Regions from separate parts of the Mus musculus genome. Here region 2 is linked to region 1. A link is a contact called in public HiChIP or PLAC-seq data. All regions are on one chromosome and are shown on one strand. The core of a region is the stretch at or near the end of the contact, and the rest is flanking DNA. Distances in the headings are between cores, read along the strand shown.

Region 1 (3,575 bases), core at 176-2,675:
GATAGGCTGAGAATATTCCAGAAAGAGAACATGGGGTGGGCTAAGAAATAAGAAAGCATGGCCTATTTGAGGACATTGCAGAAGAACACCAGAGTGGAGTGTGAAGAAACAGCCTGACCCACGGACAAGTACTTGTGATGGTGTGTCCAGATAGGGTTCATTGAGTGTGTTGAGTCTGTATACATGTGAGTTGTACCATCCTAGGAGCTGGAGTCTGGACTGGATAAGGAGAGAAAAGGAGAAGCCCGGTGAGAATCTGTACTCATCTCTTCTGCCTGACCCATACCCTGGGCCTCAAGATCCTGCCTCCATGCCCCAGCTTCATGCCTGACTGAATCCTTACTCACTGCAAACTGACATAAACCTCTATTTCCATGATGGCCTTTCCTGAAGCATATCTGATCACTGAGAGCAGGTTGGGAACTAATAGACACAGCATGGAACAAAACCACAGAGACCTTAGTTAACCTTGGATTTAAGATAAGCTCCAGGGCTTGGTAAAGCTTCTGTATTAAGTTTGATTTTCATCTTTACTAACAGGAAATATTTTGGAGCATGAAAAAGGCACCATTAAGGTCTCACTACTTATCAGAAAAGATGCTTGTAAAGAGACCGGTTGAAGACCCATTGTGTAGATCTGCTGATATTGTTGTGTCATAAAAGTAGAGCAGAGAGAAGCATGTCTAAGGGATGTCCACGTGTTGAATCCCATAGGACTTGGATCACATCCAGTGTTGAGCTGGATACAGCTGAGTGGAGCAGAAAAGATACTGAGGTATCAGGATAAATCTCAGGGTAGTTGTGTTACCTTGGTATGAAGAAAAGATCAAAGGAAAGAAGCTAGAGAGATTAAGACCCTAGGTAGAGGAACAGAAGAACACAAACAGAACTAGAGAGTCAAGGGGACAACTGTCCGTGTGTGGGGGTGAGGATGAGAGGGGTGCAGAACAAACAGAATCATCACTGAGTGAGCAGGAACAGTGGGCAATGAGTGGAAAACACAGGGTGGGGACCATGTAGCTTGTTGTCAAGAATAGGGCTTGTTTATGCCTAGACCACTAGCCAGGGAGAATTTCTGGGCATTTTTAATGAGAAACTGTGTGAGTGAGTAAGCATGTTAAGTTGTCTCCTTGCTGTGGCAGCAGATAAAAGATGGATTCAGGCACAATGAGGGGACGGAGATGAGACTACATGAGGGAGATCAGTACGGAGGCTGAACCAGATGTTCACAGAGATAGAAGGAGCTTGAGCTGTATCGTTTAAAGCAGGTAGAGGGTGGATAATGAAATCCCGGTCTAGAGAAGTGTGAATGGCTGTCATCTTAAATATTATGCAGTCCGTGAAGAATTAGACAGCTCCCTCTCCCTGAGGGAGTTTACAGTCTGGGGAGGGCTAAGACTGCTTCATTTTAGAAGCTCAAATGAGTCATAGAAGATGGGGGGGGTGAAACTTACAGAAGATAGAAGTATAATTCTCTTTGAAGTGCTCCTAGTAAACCTAAGGGGGTGAGTGGGAGAGACAGACACAGAGGGAGATAGAGTGAGAGACAGAGACAGAGAGACAGACCGAGAGACAGACAGACAGAGAATAGAAAGAAGTAGAAATCAAAATAGCACATTAGGCTATAAACCCAAGCTCTTGTTGTTCTAAAAGAATCTGATCCTGAAACTTCTACTATCTGCTCCCTGTATGGTCATGTTTCTCTTTGCTGGCAGCCATCAGAGTTAAACACCTTCTGCAAATCACTCTAAGGAGACCCACTGCCCTCTTAGGAGTAGTTAATGATGGTTTCTAATGAGATTGGCCTAATCTCTGGTCTCAGAGAGCCCTGCTGGGCACCTTGGCCTCTCTTGGTCTCTGATGCTACTCTTCGGTGCCCTTTTTCAGTTTCACTATTATGCTCTCTGACAGCTTTCCATCCTGATGACAGCATTGGTGTCCAATCTAATTTCTAGTTAACATAGCAGGCTGGCTCTCCTCAAACTCTGTCCTAGTGTGGGATGCCATCAGATAACACAGGCTGCATTATGTATTATAATTAGAGTAATGCTAATTCTGCCAGAAAGCTGGTCAAGGGTCTTTTGCTGCTTTCCTCTCCCCACTCTAAACAGCACCATTTATAACCATGGCAGTGGGGCTGGTGGTTTTGTTAGAAAAGAAGATGTAATTACCCATGTTTTTTTTTTTTTTTTTCTAGAATCATAGAAAGGAGATGTTTCAGAACAGAAGAAGTAGGAGGACAACTGACAACTCCTCTATGGGCCACAGAATTTTTCTAAACTGTTTTTTATGCAATTTTCTCATTGGCCCATAAGACAGGCTGGGAGTAGATTACCATAACCATCCTGAAGTTGAGGGGATGTCAGAGAGGTCACCTCACAAACCTAACAAGCAGCATGTGTGATAAAACAACTCTCTAAGGTCCTAGGTGTCCTCTGTTTGCACTTTGCGATGCTGCTAGATGCTTAGGGAGGTGTCAGTGTCAACTTAACCTTGGAGACAGCAGTCACTGAAGCATTCCAGTGCTATCAAACTTGTGAAGGATGAAAACAGAGCCAAGAAGGAAGGTACATGATAGTCTAAAGTCTATGGTTCCAAACCCTGCCTAGGACACTGCTCAGAAGAAGTTACAGACATGTGCCCATTGAATTGGAGCTGTGACCTGCTGGCCCTACTTCAATACTTGAAGTTCTAATCCTTTCCAGTTCTCAACTATCCCCTTTGGCTGAGTACTGAACCCAGGCACTCACACATGGCAGGCAAGTTCTCCATCATGCAGTTGAACCCCAGCCCTCTTCAAGTTCTAGATTTTAATATTCTATTTTTGTCAGAATGTTTGACATTATTCTTTTGACATTTCCTTATCAAGTATTCAGATCCCAAGTTCATATATAAGTTGAAAGTCACATTTATGTCAAGCACCAAAATATACATCTAGTTATTATGATAATTGAGATGTATGTAAAACTAGAGAGTCAAAACTGCTACTGAATTTGGAAAAGGTTTTTATTTTTCCTTTCCTTTTTTTTTTCTTTTTGAATGACTAATGTGATTTAGGGAGATTTTCTGGAAACTATAAGGCATCAGAGAATCAATGGCTTTTAGCAGGTGATGACATTCAATCTCTAGTGTCCAGACTGAGGTGCCTGAAGAACAGAGACTGAATGGAAAAGTATGAGAACCTGGTAGTGTTGTTAAATCTAGTTCCTTCCTTAAAAATTTTCTTCCTTTAAAGTTTTCTAACCTTAATAAAATTTTTCTTACCAAAAATTTCTTACTTTAAAATTTTTATGATTATTATTTATGCCCTGGATTGTGATTTTTATTTATAGACTAAAGTACAGTATAATCGAAAAAAATATATGTTCATGTGTAGTTATAGTATCAAAAAATGTTTCTAAGGGAAGTTATTATCACAAGAATAGGGAAATCAGCCACAAGACAGAAAGTGATGCTCATTCTAGTGTATGGAAGGACGGAGGATTCTGCCATTAAGAGTGACTGGTAACAGGGACCCTGATATAGCAGTCTCTAGTGAGACTATGCCAGGGCCTAGCAAACACATAAGTGGATGC
Region 2 (4,068 bases), core at 1,357-3,856, 250 kb after region 1:
AGGAGAGTAATGGCTGGAATTCCTGGTAGGGATCCTATGTCCCTCCCATCTCTTTTTTCTACTAGGGTTGTCAATCACTCAGTCACTCTTATAATAGCCATTGCTATCTTAGTGGGGCTCTGCTCAATTAGTTGCTATAGTTACCAGGCCAGGGTAATCTCTATTTCAAGATGGCAATCATGTTATGCCTAGAGGAAAGAGTCATATGTAGGGTCTGCTAGTGTAATTGCCAGACTGGAGCCGGTACTCAAAAAAAAAAATGGAAGCTATTATTTTTATTAGTAATAGCTTTTTGGAATAACTCAAGTCATGGACTGTAGAGTTTTTTGAGCCCTGGAGCCCTTAGCAGTCACATAAGGTAGTTCTTTATTTCCCAGAAAATGAAAGAGACTCAGCAAAGCACAATGACAACTCTGGGGTCACTCAGCCATCTGCTTCTTGTCTTCCAGGTAACTTCATCCAGGAAATTCTATCATTAATGAGTCACATGGGGTTAGCACCCTATGGTCAAAAGAAAGTTGTCATTAGAAAGGACTTAAGGGCTTCATTACATCAAAGCCCTGCAGAATTCTGCTTAGGAGCACTTCATTGGCAGTCCTTCAAGGCATGATAACATGTTAAAGAATAAAGTTGTCTTAAAGACAAGAGCCAAGAGACTCTGACTTCAGATACAACTGTCTTTTGCTCCCACTAGCCCTAAAAGTGACATTTGGATTTTTTTAAGCTTCTCTGGCTTGTAACAACAAAAAGAAAAACAAAACAAACAGCCAGACGTAGTGGCACATACCTGTCATCTTAGCGTTTGCAAAGTGGAGGTGGGAGGATCTTCAGAAATCCAAGGTCATCCTCAGTTATATAGTGAGTTCAAGGACAGCTGGGACTATGTGAATCACTGTCTCAAATAAAACAACAAAAGAGCCACTTTTAAAGACATCAAGGACAGTCTGTAGGAGAAAGGGACACATGGATGCAGTGGAGGACAGCAAGAAGCATCAGTGTGGGAACTATCTAGCTGACTATGGGTGGGTAGTATTGCAGGAGCCACGGGATGCTGAGGGAAGATGTTAAGGTGTGGTATAGCACTGGCCTGACTTGCTATTTCACCATGTGATATAACATCTCAGCATTCACGTTCCACATACCCACAGCGTAGCTACACAGTGTAAAAGGCTGGCCCAAGTGACTTAGTACTGTTTTGTTTGACAGTCTGTAGGCAAATTTTCATTTGTTTTAAAATGTTTCTCTTTTTTGGCAACAGTTTTTTGCTTTGTCTCAAACTTCTGTGTACTGAGATGTCTGGGTTTTACATTTTTAGCCAGCACTTCTTGCATCTGATAAGACTGGACAATTGATTGACAGTGATGTTGGGTGATGGTCTTCAACTGAACTTGCTTTGTAGCTGAGAATGACATTCAACTTCAGTTCATCATGGAAATACTGGTCAGTCAGTCAGTCAGTCAGTCAGTTAGTTAGTTAGTTAGGTTTTGTTTGTTTGTTTGTTTGTTTGTTTGTTTGTTTTATCAACTTGATACAAGCTAGGGTCATCTGAGAAGAGGGAGCTTCAGATAAGACAATACTACCATCAGATTGACCTATAGGCAAGTCCATGGGACGTTCTCTTGACAATGATTGATTTTGGAGGTCCCAGCTCACTGTATGCGAGTCATGCCTAAACAGGTGGTTCTATGTTGGGTAAGATAGCAAGCTGAGCAATCTATGAGGAACAACCCAGTAAGTAGTGATCCTCCACGGCCTCTGCTTCAGTTCCTGTCTTCAGATTGCTGCCTTGAGTTCCTGACCAGACATCACTTCATCTCAACTAAAAGCTAAAACAAACCCTTCTCTCCCAAGTTGCTTTTGGTCATGATGTTTTATCACAGCAACAGTAGGTTATCTGAGACACAGGGTATGCTTGGTTTACTTGCATACAGTGCACAGAAAAGGTGCTGTGATGGGAACTTAACTGAAAAATAGCAGCTTGGCTAATTTGTGGTAGTTTATTATTTTGAAAAAAAGGAGGGGGAAGGAGGAATGAAAGAAGGGAGGGAAGGAAGGAAGGAAGGAAGGAAGGAAGGAAGGAAGGAAGGAAGGAAGGAAGGAAGGAAGGAAGGAAGGAAGGAAGGGAGGGAGGGAGGGACGGAGGGAGGGAGGGAGAGAAGAAACCAGGGAGTGAGGGAAGGAGAAACAAAGGGAGAGGAGGGGAAGAATTGAAGGGAGCAGCTTTGTTCTTTTTCCTTAGTCCTCTCTCCTTCTCTCCCTCCCTCCCTCTTTTCTCTCCTCCCTTCTTCCTGTTCGCTTCCTTACTCATGAAGGGTCTATTCACATATTGAAAACTCATCTGACTCATGAAAAGTTAATGTGAGATCCTGAAGGTGGGTGATGGTTTCATCTTTTTTTAAAAAATCATTTTTGTGCATATTCTCCACTCCTCGTTCCTCTCCAGAGCATCCCAAAACCAAATCCATGGTGCCTTCATCCTGCCTGGCACTTTGCACACCTGGCTGGCTTCCCTGGGCTGTCAGTGAGCAGGCTGCCAGCCTCCAGGAAGCCGTTCCAGCACCCTTGCCGCTGTCAGGACTGCTTGTGGGCTGGAGACAAGGAAAACAAATGCTGCTAATGAGCTGGAAACATAACACACTTGTAAGAACCAGCACAGAGATGAGCTGCTCCCTATTCTTAGGGAAAGGGGGAAAATGGAAAAAGACAGAATGCAGAGCCCTAATTCCAAAGCACTCAGCTCACCACAGCTCACAGCAAGTTGGGCTCATGCCTCTCCCTACCCCTCTCACGCTGACTGACCCAGCCTTCATTCACATGTGCATATGGAGAGATGACAGCACAAATTAGAGTCTGGAGTCTAGGCCTTGTCAAGGTCAATGTTCTCTATCCCTGTTCTGTAACCCTGTTCTTCACCCACATGCCAGATGCCTGTTGTCATTCAGTTGGCCTGGGTTCTCAGGCCTTTCTGTCTTCTCCACTATAGATAGAAAAGTCAGTTGTTTAGTTTTGTTGTTTTGAAACAGGATCTCCTGGAGCCTAGGCTGGTCTTTCAATTACTTGGTAGCAGAGGATAACCTTAAACTTCTGACCCACTCTTCTATCTTTACTTCCCAGGGGTTGGGATTATAGATATATGCCACCATGTAAGGCCTCTACACTGCCTAGTAAAGGACAAAGAGGCTCATGACATCACTGGGTTCCATATGGTCTGGTTTGAGAGTAGAATAGATGTTGACTGAAATAAGTACAAATGCTAGCCTGGTCTCTTGGCAGACACCTGGCTCATGGGGTGATAGCTCCCAATCAGAACAACCCATTCTCGGTAGGCAGCCATGTATAAATTCTAGGTCTTCCATAAAGAAATAGCCACTAACTTGCAGCTTAAAGCAGTCAAATTTATGTGCTTACATTTGGATCCAGGGAGCCAAAGCTCCGGGTGTCAGCAGTGTTGGTTCTTTCCAGAAGTTCTGTGGGGATAGTGTGTTCCCAGACTTACTCCTAGCTGGTGGGGAGTGCTGGCAAGCCTTTTTACCCCATGCTTATACACACAAGGCCTCAGTGTATAGCCCCATCTTCACAAGGCCATAGAAGTGTGGCTGCCTGCTTCTCTTCTGTGAACACCTGCCATGAACATAGAGCCCACCTTTGATTCATACTGCTCTCACTTGAGGGTTCTTTGCTTTTGTTTTTTTGCTTGTTTGTTTGTTTGGGTTTTTGTTTGTTTGTTTGTTTTTTTACCATTTATATTATTGCTGCCCTCTCATTCAGTTCCCTCCTACCCATCCCCTGTCCCAGTCTTCTCTGAGAAGGTAGGGTCTATGCTGAGTATAAGCCCAGCCTGGTGTTTCAGGTTTCTGCAGAGCCAGACAAGGCATCCCTTTTGAGGAATAGATTAATTCCAGCTGCAGGCAAGAACATATCCATGGGTTCTAAGAAAACACAAATTGCTTGAGGGTGGGGGCACTGAGCTCAGCTTATCTAGTTTCTCCCTTCTTGTAATAGCCCCTCTGTTTTGAAGGATAGCATCCCTACTCCTCAGCCCTCATTTTAAGGAGTTGGCTGGTCTTC

What was found. HiChIP or PLAC-seq counts read pairs in DNA pulled down with a chosen protein or histone mark.
Region 2: a contact with region 1 is called in an H3K27ac HiChIP or PLAC-seq map of SST interneurons, with 4 times the contacts expected there. The contact joins two enhancer-like sites. A contact is called at or near these places in 1 of 15 datasets of contacts at CTCF or cohesin (the NIH/3T3 cell line), 2 of 484 Hi-C or Micro-C datasets (both in cortical neurons) and 1 of 115 datasets of contacts at active chromatin or transcription factors (SST interneurons).

What each region holds. Positions count from the first base shown.
Region 1 is chr11:56,376,391-56,379,965 of GRCm38.p6, forward strand. No RefSeq gene overlaps it. Among named protein-coding and RNA genes, the nearest start is that of Gm32500, 47 kb to the right of the region's middle. Within about 2 kb of position 1,426, at least 7 of the 459 cell types and tissues checked have an H3K27ac peak or open chromatin away from gene starts, as enhancers often do. A contact at or near this core is called in SST interneurons, where this site is marked.
Region 2 is chr11:56,625,290-56,629,357 of GRCm38.p6, forward strand. It overlaps Gm46261 (a long non-coding RNA gene), which reads right to left. Exons shown (of 7, transcript XR_001780132.2): 6 at 788-892; 7 at 1-501. Among named protein-coding and RNA genes, the nearest start is that of Gm32649, 3.8 kb to the left of the region's middle. Within about 2 kb of position 2,607, at least 21 of the 459 cell types and tissues checked have an H3K27ac peak or open chromatin away from gene starts, as enhancers often do. A contact at or near this core is called in SST interneurons, where this site is marked.